3 separate regions of the Sus scrofa genome follow, and regions 2 and 3 are each linked to region 1. A link is a contact called in public Hi-C and HiChIP or PLAC-seq data. All regions are on one chromosome and are shown on one strand. The core of a region is the stretch at or near the end of the contact, and the rest is flanking DNA. Distances in the headings are between cores, read along the strand shown. Region 1 holds the start of LAMB1 (laminin subunit beta-1). Region 2 overlaps LAMB4 (laminin subunit beta-4). Region 3 holds the start of DLD (dihydrolipoamide dehydrogenase).

Evidence for each region. A called contact is a pair of places that touch in the nucleus more often than the background predicts. HiChIP or PLAC-seq counts read pairs in DNA pulled down with a chosen protein or histone mark.
Region 2: a Hi-C map of omental adipose tissue shows a contact between it and region 1, with 1.9 times the contacts expected there. The contact joins the enhancer-like site here to the promoter of LAMB1 in region 1. A contact is called at or near these places in 5 of 47 Hi-C or Micro-C datasets (alveolar macrophages, mesenchymal stem cells, omental adipose tissue and 1 more) and 1 of 2 datasets of contacts at active chromatin or transcription factors (skeletal muscle).
Region 3: an H3K27ac HiChIP or PLAC-seq map of alveolar macrophages shows a contact between it and region 1. The contact joins the promoter of DLD here to the promoter of LAMB1 in region 1. A contact is called at or near these places in 1 of 5 promoter capture datasets (liver), 1 of 47 Hi-C or Micro-C datasets (heart right ventricle) and 2 of 2 datasets of contacts at active chromatin or transcription factors (alveolar macrophages and skeletal muscle).

The regions. Positions count from the first base shown.
Region 1 is chr9:107,745,173-107,750,171 of Sscrofa11.1, reverse strand. LAMB1 (laminin subunit beta-1) reads left to right here and starts at 2,930. Exons shown (of 35, transcript XM_003130269.5): 1 at 2,930-3,084; 2 at 3,219-3,341; 3 at 4,394-4,569. The coding sequence starts at 3,305.
Region 2 is chr9:107,854,547-107,859,545 of Sscrofa11.1, reverse strand. LAMB4 (laminin subunit beta-4) reads left to right here. Exons shown (of 36, transcript XM_021063522.1): 11 at 2,122-2,231; 12 at 4,468-4,547. Among named protein-coding and RNA genes, the nearest start is that of TRNAE-UUC, 42 kb to the left of the region's middle. Within about 2 kb of position 2,390, at least 15 of the 83 cell types and tissues checked have an H3K27ac peak or open chromatin away from gene starts, as enhancers often do. A contact at or near this core is called in omental adipose tissue, where this site is marked.
Region 3 is chr9:107,639,813-107,644,811 of Sscrofa11.1, reverse strand. It overlaps DLD (dihydrolipoamide dehydrogenase), which reads right to left and starts at 2,683. Exons shown (of 14, transcript NM_214062.1): 1 at 2,582-2,683; 2 at 1,021-1,099. The coding sequence starts at 2,620.

The DNA.
Region 1 (4,999 bases), core at 1,681-4,180:
AGTTTTTAAAACAGGGAGACTAGACTTTATTTACTTTGATTCCAGAAGCATTTATTGAGCACCTAAGATGTGTCCCACGTCACATCAGACAGCACTTATGCACAAAGGAATGTTACACAGCACTGGTCCGTGTCTCACTGTCTAAAGAAGGAAGATAAGGGCATAAACAAATAGTTAAACGATTATGTCACGGATGCTAAATAGTTTTACAAGGTGCTGGTAGACAGAGTTGGGGTGCAAAAAAGGGAGGAGAGGAAGTCATGTTTAAGTGGGGGCTTCAAAGATGCTCACTAAAAATACAAAAAAAAAACCCCCAAAAAAAACCCAAAACCCCACAAAGACACTAAGTGATGAGGTCACTGCAAGTGCAGCCCCCCAACCCCCAAAAAAGATACAAAGAAAATGTGTAGAGGGAAGAGGGAAAAGCTGGAGACAGACCCTTTGGGAGCACTAACGTGTAAGGGATCAGGGGATGGAAAGAGAAATGGAATAGGGGACGAGGTGGGGGGTGTCAGTCCTGTGGGAGAGTTTTTTAGTCCCAGGGAATTGTGTCCTGGGAGCCAAGGAAAAGTCTCAAGAAGGTGGAATCATGCGAAACCCATGCCAAAAAATGTTCAAATAGAATATCCATTGCGTGCGGCAGTTTGAGGGTTGAGCGTCGTTACTGAGACCAGTGGTGGAGATGGAAGCCTTCTGACACGGAGATGGAGGAGAAACCAGGAAGAAACCGAGTGAGTGCAGACTGTCCGCTCAAGAACCTGGGCTAGGAAGTCAAAGGGAGGAAAGGAGTAGATGTGCAGAATAAAGTGTTTGGGGTTCCCCCCTTAAGTTGGGGGAAATCAGCAGGTTTGCATGTGACAGCATTGCTCCCAGGAGGTGAGAGGAGGGCACAATTTTCAGGGCAGAAGTATAAGAAGAGTAGGAATAGAGACAGATAAATTCATAGATGGAGTGCTCAGAAGAAGAGTTATTAAACCCCACCAACCGTATCCTTGAATATATACACGTAAAAACAAAACCCTACACACCTGATTTTTCCAGCAGTGTTGTTTGCTACTGAAAGTGGAAAGGTAAGGAGAACAGGGATGTTAGAAGGGTGTTGAAGGCGCTTGTCCTCTAGGAGGAGAGGACTCCAGCCAGGGACAGACAGAATTGCCAAGCAGCTGCGACGGCTCTACTGCTGTGAGGTCAGAGGCTGGTCTCCCAGCAGAGGCCGCAGCGAACATTGCCTGCAATGTGTATGGATGAGAAACTGTAAGCAATGTTGGCCCGAGGTATCAAAAGTTCCACAGAGGGACAGACATTTGCCTGTGAATCTTTTTTAAAAAATTAAGTTTTGGAGTTCCCGTCGTGGCTCAGTGGTTAACGAATCCGTCTAGGAACGATGAGGTTGCAGGTTCAATCCCTGGCCTTGCTCAGCGGGTTAACGATCCGGCGTTGCCGTGAGCTGTGGTGTAGGTTGCAGACATGGCTCGGATCCCGAGTTGCTGTGGCTCTGGCGTAGGCTGGCGGCTACAGCTCCAACAGACCCCCTAGCCTGGGAACCTCCATATGCTGTGGGTGCCGCCCTAGAAACGACAAAAGGACAAAAAATAAAAAAAATAAAAAATAAAAAAATAAAAAATTCTGAAGACCCTCCATCAAAATCTTGGACCCTCACAAGAGCATTCAGTGCTCAGGGCTGCTGAGCCACAGCCCCAAGGAGCCTGAGCATTGGACGGAGGCAAAAATCTCCCCAGGTTGCAGCAGGGCAAGTGCTGATTAGGTGAATAATTAATATATCACCAAGACCTGAGGCTGCGGCCTCCCTCAGTGGAAACGATGAGATAAACTCAAAAAGCAGCTTACTCTATGGTCTAATGATTAAACTTCCTGGGCCCTATCTCATTACAGCTAAGTTAAATGCCTACCAACTGGCCACTTAAACCCTTCCCCCCGGGATGATTAATTAGAGAACAAAATCTCCTGACTGGATTAACAACTAACTATTCTCCCTTCTCAGAGGTGGGGGTTGGGGGGGGTACTTTTGTCCAGAGGACAAAATAGAGCTCAAGGTCTGATTCCATCCATTGCTAAGGCAGCAGAAGTGGGCTAATTCGCAGGAAGGGGGAATCACACCACCAGCCTTTCTTCCCTCTCCATCCCCCAGGAGCTGGGTCAGAGCGTATTTACCCCTTATTTAACTAGACAGATCAACCACATTGCTGCTGGAGACCCGTCCTTAGCGGACCCATCACCCACCTCACCATCTGTACACCGCGGAGTTCCTCTGGAGGATTTGCTAGACTGTGCTTCGTGGAGGAGTACATCTCACTAGAGACCTCCAGGTGAGCGGCTGAGCCCACCCTTTCATGGTGAGATGAGAAAAAGCATCACTACCAACAGTATCATTCGAGAAATTACCTGAATTGAAGCCATCTATCTGGATTGGGGTAAAAAGTAGATGGGTAATTCAATGCGGTGGCCACCTGGGTGGCAGGAGCTCCAGGCTCGTCCTAAGTTGGTGCGTAGCCGAGAGCACTTCCTTCGAATGAAGACATCAGATGTCGAGCTCAGCCTCAGCGATACCAGGCGTTTCGGGCTTCGCTTCTCAGGAACAAACCAGACAACCGGCTTTCTAAAGGGTTAACTGGCCTTGCCCGAGCGCTCAGAGAGAGTTTACAGCATTGGGCACCTTTACGTGACTCACTCCTTACAAATGTAAATGCACGAGCTCGCGGTAGGTCCGGACCAGCCCCCTCGCCCGTGAGCAGACACCTACCTCCCGGACCAGCCCGGACGCCTCCCGCCCCCAGCGCACTGCTCGGGACGCTCACCCGGAGGCAGCCTGCGCTGGGAATGGGAAGAGCCACAACCCCATCGCGTCCGCAGATGCAGCCTTAAAACAAAAGAGGTACGGGGGAGGGTGGGATCTGGACCTCACCCACTCCCCGCCAAGTAGGGGGCACCCGCCCCCTCCGCCCGGCTCCCGGTGTGCGCATGAGCAAAAGGCGCCTCCCTAGGTTCCTCCCAGGGCGAAACTTTCTAATTCCCTTCTTTGGGCTCCGGGGCTGCCAGGCGCCGGGAGAGCGCTCGTCCTGCCGGGTGAGCAGAACAAAGTGGCGGCTCGATTTTTCTCTTCCCACTCTCCCACCCCCTGCTTCCGTGGGAGCGGCAGGAAATGCGAGGGCCGCTCTCCTCTCTCTGAACATTTGCCTTTTTTCTCTCCACATCTCCAGAAAGGAAGACGGGGAAAAAGAGCCGGCGGCTCGGCGGCGGTGTCCTCCCCTCCTCTGCCGTGTCCCCTCGGTTGCAGGCACTGGACATGGGGCGGCTCCAGGTGTTCGCGCTGAGTTTCCTAGGTAATTCCGAGGAAGAGGTGGGGAGGGGGTGGTGGGCTTAGACGTGGAAGAAGAAAAACCAAGCGGTTGGACCCAGCTTCGTGGAAGCCGGGGGGATCAGGAGAGGGACTGGGTGGCAATTCTGCGCTGGAATTAAACAACAGCTCCCTCGGTGGTGGCCGAGGGCTGCGCGCGAGGATCTCGGGCGACCGACCGCTTCCCCAGGGGCTGTGCCCAGAGCTCCCGGTGCTCCCGCGGTCACTGATCTGTGCTTTGCACCTCTGGCCCTTTCTCGGTGGGTCTCTCCATTGCTGGGATCGTTCTCCATGGTGCGGAGGGCTCTCCAGGAGCCCATTTCCCGGAAAAGTGCCCAAGCTGAGCACAGACTAAGTAAGTCCTGGGAACAGATTGGGGCCATGTGGCTTTAATTAACCATCGCCGTTTGCCCCCGGATGGCGCCAGAAACAGCTGGACGGGGAGCTTCCCTGGAATGACGAATTGTTGAAGCCGATCCAAAGCCGCAGGGACTGTCCACTCATCCCTCGAGAAAGTGGCGTCACCGGCGAGCCCCAGCATCTCTCTTCCCCCGGCGAAGTGCCTGCAACCTCTGAGCGTGCACACACACACTAGCCCCTCCACTCATAAATTTCTGTGTGCGCAATTGCGCAGACACCGAGGATGCACAGGCTGCCAACCGCGTGCAGGCGTGTGGTGTTTGGCCATCTGCCTCCCTGAGCCCAGGTGCAGGCACCTCCAAGTGGCCGGTCTGCCCCTCCACCTTGTGTGGCTGATGCTGCTTCCCGGGACAGATCAGGGTGGGCGCGAGTGTGGGTGGGTTTCCAGGGACCAGTGCTGTCCACTGCTGGGCAAACCTGATGTTCGTTTGTTCTGTTTGGTTCTGTATCCTCCTGTCCACATCCTGCCTTCCCCGGCCTCGCTCATCTCTCCATTGTGTTTCTTTTCTGTGTATTCTGCGTTTTTCTGAATCTACTCTGTCCCCGCCCCTGCCTTTCCTATGGCTGGGACTCCCGCTCTCTGCTTGTGCCCTATGCTGTTGTCTGCCCCTTCCACAGCCCTATGCGGAGCCCAAGTGAGCGCTCAAGAACCCGAGTTCAGCTACGGCTGCGCGGAGGGCAGCTGCTACCCGGCCACCGGCGACCTTCTCATCGGCCGAGCGCAGAAGCTCTCGGTGACCTCGACCTGCGGGCTTCACAAGCCGGAGCCATACTGCATCGTCAGCCACCTGCAGGTGAGGGCGGAGAGATGGCTCTAGGCTCCGCACGCCTCCTCCAGTCCAGACCAACGGGGAAGGCCCAAGGGACTCCGCATCCTGCCAGCTCTCCAGATAGGAAGCTCGGCAGCCAGGGAGCCCCGGGATTAGGCTGGTAGCTCGCCCTTTTGCCACATCTCAGTTTGCACAGTTGCATCCGCCAAACATTTCCTGCCGCCGCCGCCACACAGTGTGGAAAGACAGGGCTGCAGACAGAACGGGCCCCTGCCCGGTGCCCTGACCCAGAGCCTTCAAAAGCCCCGTGTCTTGTTTAGTTTTGTTTTTTAGCCTTTCCTCTTTGAAACTGTGTATAAGAGGTGATTTATCTTCTTCTTTTTTAAATACTGAGTAGTTACCTTGGGTTTTTCCCACGTCTTTCACTTGGCTGGAGGATACTCCAGCACTGAGA
Region 2 (4,999 bases), core at 1,141-3,640, 110 kb before region 1:
CTGCCTTGAGTCTCACAGAGCTGTAGATTCCTGAGAGAATCTGGGTTATTTCCCTTTGGTCACAGTGTCATGCTCTCTGTTTTTGCCCATATAAGGAACTGTGGATTATTTGCATGTTTAGAAAGCAACATGACGAATCACTCTATAATAAAACACTCTTCTTTTTGGATTTGATGGCAAAAAAATAAATTTTGGGACAATGAATTATAGTCAAGCCATTTCCCCTTGTACCCTTCAGCAGTCCAGGCATTTCCCTTTGTTTGCTAACATTATGTCCTCTAAGAAGGGGCCAAACATTGGTTTTCATTTGTTTTTTTCTTTTTTATGAGCCTTAGTTACATATAATTCATATGCCATACAATTCACTTTTAAAATGCGCAGATTTAGAGATTTTTAGTATATGCATGCTTTGTAAACATCAATTTTAGAACATTTTCATTACACTCCTCCCCCCAAAATTCCCCCATACTTTGCTTCTGATTATATACTCAAAAGATTACAAGCAGCATCTTGGAGTGATATTTGTACACCCATGTTAATAGAAGCAATATTCACAGTAGTCAAAAGGTGGAAGCAGCCCAAGTATCCACCAATGGATAAATGGATAAACAAAATGTGGTGTATGTGATACGTACACACATTAGAATATTATTCAGCCTTAAAAAGGAAGGAAATCCTGATACAGGCTACAATATGGGTGAACCCTGAAAATATTATGCTAAGTGAAATAAACCAGACACAAAGGGACAAATATTGTATGATCCTACTTACATGAAGTGTCCAGAATAGTCAAATCCATAGAAACAGAACATAGAATGGTTGTTGCCAAGGGCTAGGGGGTGGGAAGGGAGAAGGAGTATGGAGAGATGGTATTCGATGGGATGGGATAGATTTTCAGTCTTGCAAGATGAAACAGTTCTGGAGATGGGTTGTGCAACTCTAAGAGTGTATTTGATATTATTGAACTGTAAATTTCAAAATGATGAAGGAGTTCCTTCATAGCTCAGTGGTTAATGAACCTGACTAGGATCCATGAGGATGCAAGTTCAATCCCTGACCCTGCTCAGTAGGTTAAGGATCCCTCATTGCCGTGAGCTGTGGTGTAAGTTGCAGACGAGGCTCGGATCCCACATTGCTGTGGCTGTGGCGTAGGCTGGCAGCTACAGCTCTAATTCAACGCCTAGCCTGGGAATGTCTCTATGCCACGGTGAGGCCCTAAAAAGAGAGAGAGAGAAAAAAAAACTAAAAAAAGTGATGAAGATAGTAAATTTTATATGTATCTCTCCAAAAAAGAGAAAAGACCCCATGCCATAGCGACTACCTCTCTGTCCTCCCAGCTCTGGGCAAGCTCTAATCTACTTCCGTCTCCATGGATTTGCCTGTTGTGGACATTTCATACAAGTGGAATCAGAAGACTGGCTTCTTTCACTTAGCATAGTGTTTTCAAGGTCGGTCCATGCTGTAGCACATCTCAGTACTTCTTTTTATTGCCGAATAATATTCCATGTATGGCTCTACCACAATTGATTTATCCACCATTAATGGACATTTGGGCTGTTTCCATGCACATTGGCTTTTCTGCAGGAAGTCAGCCTGGGAAACACCCATTTTATGCTGGTTGTGCAATGTCTTAGCTTTCGCAACATAGACAGGACTTGCAATGCGTATGGATGGAAGAGAAAGAGGAGAAAGAGGATTAAACAAAACAAAACCAAAAAATAGTAATGGCACAAAGAAGGAGGGAGGAGAGAAATGATAGCTGCATCTGCCAGAAAGGGAGCCATCAGTAACAATGGGGACACTCAGAAACACTTGCCCCAGGTCACCTGCCCCAGCCAGCATCCCTCAGGAGAACTGTGCCAGGCTCCCCAACGTGCATAAACCCTTGACTCTCCTGTCTCCTCCTAATTGCCACCCAGTAGAGTCACATGAGCACCCTGGAGGTGTCTGGCCCTGGATTTCCTGTACCATCATGGTGCAGCCAGGCAGATAGTAAACTTGGCAGGACAGGCTTGCTCTGTGTTCTTGGGGCTACATGGTTTTGTTCAGTGTGAGCTGTTAAGGACATTTACCAGAGCGGGGGACTCGAAATTAGAATAATGATGTATGCTATGCTTTCAGCCTGTGACTGTAACCCCCTGGGGAGCCTGCCGCCCTTGACCTGTGATGTGGATACAGGGTAGTGCTTGTGCCAGCCGTTTGCTACTGGACCACGCTGTGGAAAATGCACTGTATGTATCTGGCCCCGATGTCCCCTTTTGGGAGTGATGCGGACTTCTACTGCCGTGGCCTAGAGAGACTTTCCTCTTGATTGCCTTCCTTGTCCTGCTCCATTTCAATACGCCTGTGGCGAAAGCACTTAAAACACTGCCGAAATCAGCAGACCCTGAAAATCAGCCCCCTCCTTCTAGCAGAGAGCTGGTGGTTAAATATTTACCAGCACAACAACCGGATTGGACTGAACCAACCCAGGCACTGATGTCAATAGTTTTATCCACTGGCCTCCTGGAAATGCCCGAGAAGAAGATAAGCATGTGTACCTATCCCCCTGTTTAACCTCCTAGATCATGGGGCCTTTTCTTCTGTGTCTTAAACACAGTCCCTTTCCCATCTGTACCACTCCTTGCCTAAAAAATATTTTGGATGAACTCATTTAAGAAAGAAAGAAGGAAAGAAAGAAAGATAGAAGGAAAGAAAGACAGAAAGAAAGAAAAAGAAAAGAAAAAAGGGAGGGGGGAAAGAAAGCAGCCCTTAGGTTTAAATGGGTTATAGTTTCCTGTGGGAAATAAACTCTTGAATTTTTCATAGATTCCACTACCTACACGGGCATGTACGTCTCAGATGAGCAAAACAAGACATTTTTCACCCCATAAAATGTATCATGCCATTATAGAGTTAAAAACCCAACTCTTTTCTTTGTCCTCCACTCTTGGCAGCCCACCACCACATTTTAGAAAGAAAAAACAAAAACTTAACCTAATAAAAGAACAGTGACCTTGATGTGTCTGAAGAAATGTAGCTGATAAATAAGAAACACATGTCTGTGACAACACAGTTTGGGGCTAATATTCTAAGTTGTTTTACTGAACGCACATGGGCATGGGGCGGAGGAGATGGGAGACGAAAGCAAGGATGTGAATGTGAAGAGGGAACTCTGTGTATGATGGGGCAGGTGATTTAGAGGTTTCGTGTTGGAAGGTGAGCAGCCAAGCTCCATCACCAAGTGTGGGCAGCACAAAAAAATGAAACAGAGCTGGTGAACAGACCCATAGAGATACCACATCAGATCATGCCAGACACACCTTAGACTCGGGCTGACTTTTTTCTTTGTCTGGTTACCTGCTGCTGTGTGGTTATCTCCATTGTGTTTGCAGAAGGAAACTACCTGAGCCGAGGCCAGTGATGGGGGAACTTGTCCATCATGGCTGAGCCAGACACCTACCTGGTGCCCCACATCCACATCTATGGATGGTACCCTGGGAGGTGCTGTGAGTGGGGCGGTGCGGGGGTGGGGGAGGCAACATGACAGCCTACCCAGCCTAGAGGGGTTTCTTACAATCCCATCCTGAGTGAAATTCACATTGTTTTTGCCTAAACTCCAGTTTCAGAAAACAATCCAAAGCCCTTTGCTATGGTTTGTAACAAATTATGTCAACTTGCAATGTTTAAAACACATCTTTTTATAGTAAAATGTTACCAAGGTCACACCCCCAAAATATGGATACTTTATAAATCCATTTCAAGTGAGAGTTCAGTGCTTTAGGAAGACCTTAATTTTATCTGAGCTTGTTAAATGGGGCTTGGAGGGGGAAGCCTTTTTCTGAGTATTTTATAGTAAATGTTATCAGACTTAAGAAATAGATGTTTGTATCTCACCAGCTGTTTATATCGAATAAAGGTCAAGATGTTGCAATGATGAAAAAAGTCTTAAAGAACAGAGTGGAGTCTCTCAATTGGGGAGCTTAGTATTCCAAAACAATTCCTTACAAACAAGTGATTTTACTAAACTGATATTTAATATCTCAACCTCAGCCTAAGTGATTTTTTTTTTTACCCCCAAATGTTGCTATAGTGTATAAGTAAAAATCCCTAGGGATTTTGTGGTAAGGGACTCTACTGTTTTATAAAAGTACTTGCAAACAGACTAGTGGAAAAGGTTCTCCTGAGTAGCTTCAAACAACCCAGCTCAAGGCTAAAATTTCTGTTTTCAATGGAAGTGAGAGGTTTCCATTGCATTTCCATTCAAAGCAATATGTGGACAACCCCCTGTCCCCATCATTTCAAGCCCTGGGAATGGGAGATGTGTGTTTTTAGAAGATCGTTACCAAGTGCGTAGGCAAGCAAAACGCTGTGTGGCTGTTCAGGTGGTGTGACTCTTTGCTGTGCGTCAGTTGAATCGTGTTACTTTTACATTTCAGAGCCCCGGGTATCTTCACAGCTGGAATCAGCAGCATGTTGTCTTTGCAGGTTGGATACTGGGGACTGGAAAGTCACCTCCATGGATGTTCTCCCTGTGACTGTGATACCGGAGGTGCTTATTCTAATGTGTAAGTCAGTAAAATGAACAACTAAGTTGTGTGGCAATATTCCTTGTTGCCATTTGCACAGAGAAGTACATTTTATTCTGATACGCTCATACCCAGAGGGGAAGCGGTGCATTCCATGACAAGCAAAGAGCATAGAAAAACCATCGTCTTGAGCCGTTAACGAGAGCCCAATTGATTTCTTTTACTTCAGCTATTTCCAAAGGGGAGGTAACTGTTCTATGGGGCAGATCCCACGAGATGGAGGGAGAGATGCCTCCATACATGCGACTTGATCTGCCTCAAACACCAACGTTTTGTCAGCCTGTAAAGGTAAGTCCTCTACTCTTCTTTTCCCAGTTTTTAGAGCAGAAGCAGAAAGCGCATGAGAAGAAAAGTGGCGAGCAGCGTTTTATGGATCTGGCTTTGCTTGTCAAGACCAGACCCGGAGATCCCATTGCCTCTCCATACCCTCC
Region 3 (4,999 bases), core at 1,434-3,933, 110 kb after region 1:
GCTTGGGTCACTGCTGTGGTGTGGGATCAATCCCTGGCCTGGGAACTTTCACATGCTGTGGGCAAGGCCAAAAAATAAAATAAAATAAAATGTGCCTTTGATAAGCCCATCAAGATTTCTTTCCATTAAGCATGCAAAAACGTCATCTCACCTTCTAAACATTGTTATAAACATTGTTAAGCAACTAACACACTCAACCTTACCTTTTTTATTTTATTTTTATTTTTTGGCTGCCCCACAGCACATGGAGTTCCCAGGCCAGGGATCAGACCCAAACCACAGTTGCAGTCTACACTGCAGCTGTGGCAACCCTGGATCCTTTAACCCACTATGCCAGGCCAGGGATCGAACCTGTGTCCCTGGCGCTGCAGAGACCCCACGACCACTCCTGTTGTGCCACAGTGGGAACTCCCAGAATTAACTTTTTAATGTAAACATAGAATTGCTCCCCTGCTCAAAACCCTTCAGTGGTTTCCCATCACTCTTGGGAGTAAAATCCTCGCCTGGCTCATAAAACCCTCCACAATCTGATCTCTGCCTGCTTTTCTGATTTTACACTCTACTGGTCTCTGCTCCAGCTACACTGGCCTTCCTGTAATTCCTTAAACCTCACAAAATAATTCACTTCAGAACCTTCCCACTGCTGTTTCCCTCTGCCTGAAACAATTTTCTTACTCTCTCACTTCCTCAGGCCCTTGCACAGAAAAGTCCTGACAAAACAGTCAGTCGCCTTTCCTCATAATCACCAACTACGTGATTTTCAATCCCTTCCCCAAATTTTTCCCTATGTGTGTACCATTCGTCTTTTATCACCAGACCATAAACTGCATAATACTAGGGCTTTGCCTAGTTTACTACCTGGAACACAGTAGGTGCTCAATAAACATTTAAGTTAATAAATATAAGAACAAATGAGTCCTATGACTGATTATTATTACTTGAATATTCACTTGCTTTTACACTGAAACACAAAGGAAATATGAACTAATTTGAGGAAAACCTATTTTTCTAAGTACTTACTTGGTTGATCTGCATAAGTTCTCAGCGGCACTGCAGAAACTCCTTGCAGACCATGAGCTATTCGATTAAAATGGCCCCTCTGAAAGAAAAAAAATATTCCTATTGTGTAAAACAGGAATTCAAAACAGAAACTACTGAAGGTCCGTGAAAACAATGAATTTGGGCAAATATATCAAGCAACGATTACTAATTTATCTTCCACTGCCACACAGAAATTACATATCAATTTCTCCCCTTCTGTAACAACAATCAGCTTGCCATACTTTTTACTATGAATATTCAACAAACCGTCTCACATTTAACCTAATTCAAATATGTTACTCAATGGTGTTACACTTTATTGAATTCTCAGAAAGCATGGCTAATTTTTAGTGCCACGAATCATTTTAATGTCATAATTAAAGTTTTTAAAGTTGCAGCTTAAGTACTTGAATAATCTGCATTACGACAATCCTTTGATATGTAACTATCGTTTACTAACTCAAATCTACCATGTAAAGTCTATGAAGATATTCCTGAACTGCCCACCAGGAATAGAAAATGAGACAAGATGCCTTAGGAAAATGCACTAATGTACTCATATTCAAGAGCTATTACAGTTCTCCAAACTGGATCTCAATCTCCACAACCTCTAAATACGGATGGCTACTATCTCCTAAGAATGATGAGGCACAAAAAAACACAGCAAATGGCTCCTACGACAGCACGTAGATAGGAGGCAGTGACAAAACCTACACCGATCTAGTAATGTTGTCTATTCCAAGGCAATTCTTGCACCTGAGGTCCCTACAGAGGACAAAGAACAAGTGACTAAATAGCAATCCTGAGTTTTAGCCCCAGCTCTGCCTCTCAAAGTATAAACTCTGACACACGTTACATTAACTTTGGGGCACACATGCTACTCATCTTTGAAACAAAGACAAAGGAGTTTGATCGCTGCATAACTTTTAAAGTCTCCATCAATATAGTATTCGGCCACGATTCCACATATGTACCGTCTGGCTGTATTTGGTACACAGATGAAAAGGGAAAGCTATATTGACCATAACTCCTATAATAAAATATAAATGCTTCTACGAAAAAAGCCAATAGACGTTAGCTTAAAGCAGCAGGCACTGAAGGTATCTTTGAGGAATTCCTAGAGCTACCCGCTGGGGGCTGACCCGGTCTGGTTCTTTCAAGCGGTAACCCCAAAGTTACCTGCCCACTGCACAAAAGCCACTCAAGAGCCAGGATTAGGAAAAGGTACTAAGAGTTAACCAAAAGGTGCTAAGGCGACACATACTCCCCGCCGTCCCAAGATCCCATAGGCCAGCTGGGGGCTTGGGAGGTGACCATGTGCAACTGCTGACCACCACACAACTGAAAGGGCCTCCCCACAGCCCGGGCCTTTGCTTCCCAGCCTCCGTCCGGACTATGCCGGTTCAGGGGCGGAACCGCTGGTGGTCTCGGCCCGGCCGCCTGCCGCTCCCACACCCACCACTTAGGTAGCGTTCGGGACCGCGTCACCGGGCCTCTCTGCACCTCTGGCTCATCACGAACCTACCCAGTCGGTCCTCACCTTGGCCAAGGTACAGTATACACGACTCCAGCTTTGCATCTTGCCGCTGTATTGGCCTTTGCGCCAACTCCTTCACCTCCGCTAAGCACCTCCGCCGACTCGCCAAGGTCTTCCCGGCCTGCGCATGCACGAGCGCGCCTACGTTATCGGTCCGGAGCAGCGCGATTGGCCCGCGAGGGGGGTGCCGTCCGGCTCAACGTCGTACACTGTCGTAAGGAGCATAGTGCTTTGTGGTAGCAGGGAATGAGGGACCATTTTAGGGATAAAAGAGTGCTGGGGGTTACAGAGTGCGCTTGTTTTTGGAAAGTGGAGTAACTAAAGCTAAGGTTTGCTTAATGCACGGTGCAGAAAGTAAAGCTTCACAGGTTCTTTGTTGTGTTAGGCTGAGGAATCTCAACATTGTCCGGGCCTTATCTCACTTTTGTCCTTAACTATATGAAGGATTACTAGTATTTCCACTTCTTAGATGAGGGCCTGAAAGATTAAACAATACCCTCAAGGTCTCACAGGGGACCGGTAACTGCAGCCCTGAGGTCAAAGCTTTTCATCCTAATTCCTGCTTTATAATTCCTCCTGTAGATCAAAGGCCATATAAAAGATGGGGTCACATACTTTGGTATCACCAGCATTCTGCTCTAAGTAAACTACCTGGCAATACGTAGAAAACACACTTTTCCCTGCCGCCTCAGTTGGGAGACACATCTCCTTGTCAGAGCAAATAAGAATGGGTGGGGTGGTGGATGAGGTTACAGGTTCTCACATGAGACAATGGAAAAATATTGTCTTCAAGGCTGAGCACAGAAACCTAAAGTCTGATTTTTGCTTTGCCATAACTATACATGGGATAAAATTTAACTCTGTCTTGAAAGTTTACTGCCCAGGCGCTATTCCGGGCTCTGTGAATTTAAATACTAATTAGAAATTACTCCCTACCTAGTTAAGCTGCTTTAGGGGAAAAGATAATGATCTTTAGTGTTTGCTACAGAGGCTACTACTTGTCATTCAATATCCATTTTCCCTGTGTTTTCCTCTATACATAAGTATTTTGGCCATCTAAACCATTTTCATGGTTTTAGCACCCACAGACATACACTGATAACTCTTATATCCTTAGCTCCTGTCTCTACTTCTCTCCTGGTCTCCAATTCCATATTTTCAGCTGTCTACTGAACACATACAAGTGGGTGGTCCTGCCACCATCTCAATTTTAACTACCTAATATCTAATACATTAAATACATATTTGCTCCTTTATGATTCATGATGCCTCCAAATGCCAGTCATACATAATACAAAATGTTATAGTCATTCTTTTTTTTCAGTCTTTTTAGGGCTGTACCCACGGCATGTGGAGGTTCCCAGGCTAGGGTCCCAACTGGAGCTGTAGTTGATGGCCTACACCACAGCCACAGCAATGCCAGATCCTTAACCCACTGGGCAAAGCCAGGGACTGAACCTGCCTCCTCATGGATGCTTGCTGGGTTTGTTAACTGCTGAGCCACAGATGGGAACTCCTATAGCCATTTTTAGCTCTTTTCTTTATCTCAGTATCTAAAGGGTCACTGTTTTAGTTGACTGCATCCAGAAGCAGACCTGGAGTGAAATGAGTTTGTTGGACAGATGATCCAAGAAAGCTTCAGCAGGGAATGGGAAAGAGATGGAAATGATTTCAGTTACATTAATGAGTAGATTACCACTGTGAGCAGTTGGGTCTCACTGGAGACCTCTAGAAGAGAGCATTGAACATGCTTCAGAGTTGCCCTACCCAAAATATACCAGCAACTTCCATCAGTCATTGGTTGGGAACTGCTCCTAGGGATTTTAATTCCCTGACTCTTCTGACCTGCTCCATATGTGGGCTGAGTGAGCACCAACAAGCAGAGAAAGCTCTCAGGCAAAGAATCCATGGTGCTTCCACTAAGAAGGCTTTGGGTGAGCATGGAAAGGAAAAGTGAGTACTAAAAGGATTCAGGTGAGACACCAGTAAGGTCTGCTACAATCCCCAAGTTCTATCAATTCTGAATGTGAGAACGAGTGAAGGTCACACTGACAATGGCTCCAAAGTTTCCACCTTAAATGGCAAGGTGGGTAGTGAAATTGACACAGAAATAGGCAGGCAGTACAGAAATAGGAGGAAGAACAGCTTTGGGAAGAAGATAATGAGTTAAATTGTCTGAATCTGAGATGCCAGCTAGACAACCCTGTTGAGATCCTCTAGAACTTAAAAACTGTAGACATGTACTTCAGAGTTGTCTGGCACATGGATAGTGGTTGACACTTTAGGTAATAGATGAATTTACGATTTTATCCTATTTTAAAGGACAGCACTTTAAAAGGAACTTATGAGGGGAGTTCCCGCTGGGACAAAGTGGGATTGACAGCATCTTGGGAGCACTGGGATGCAGGTTTGATACCAGCT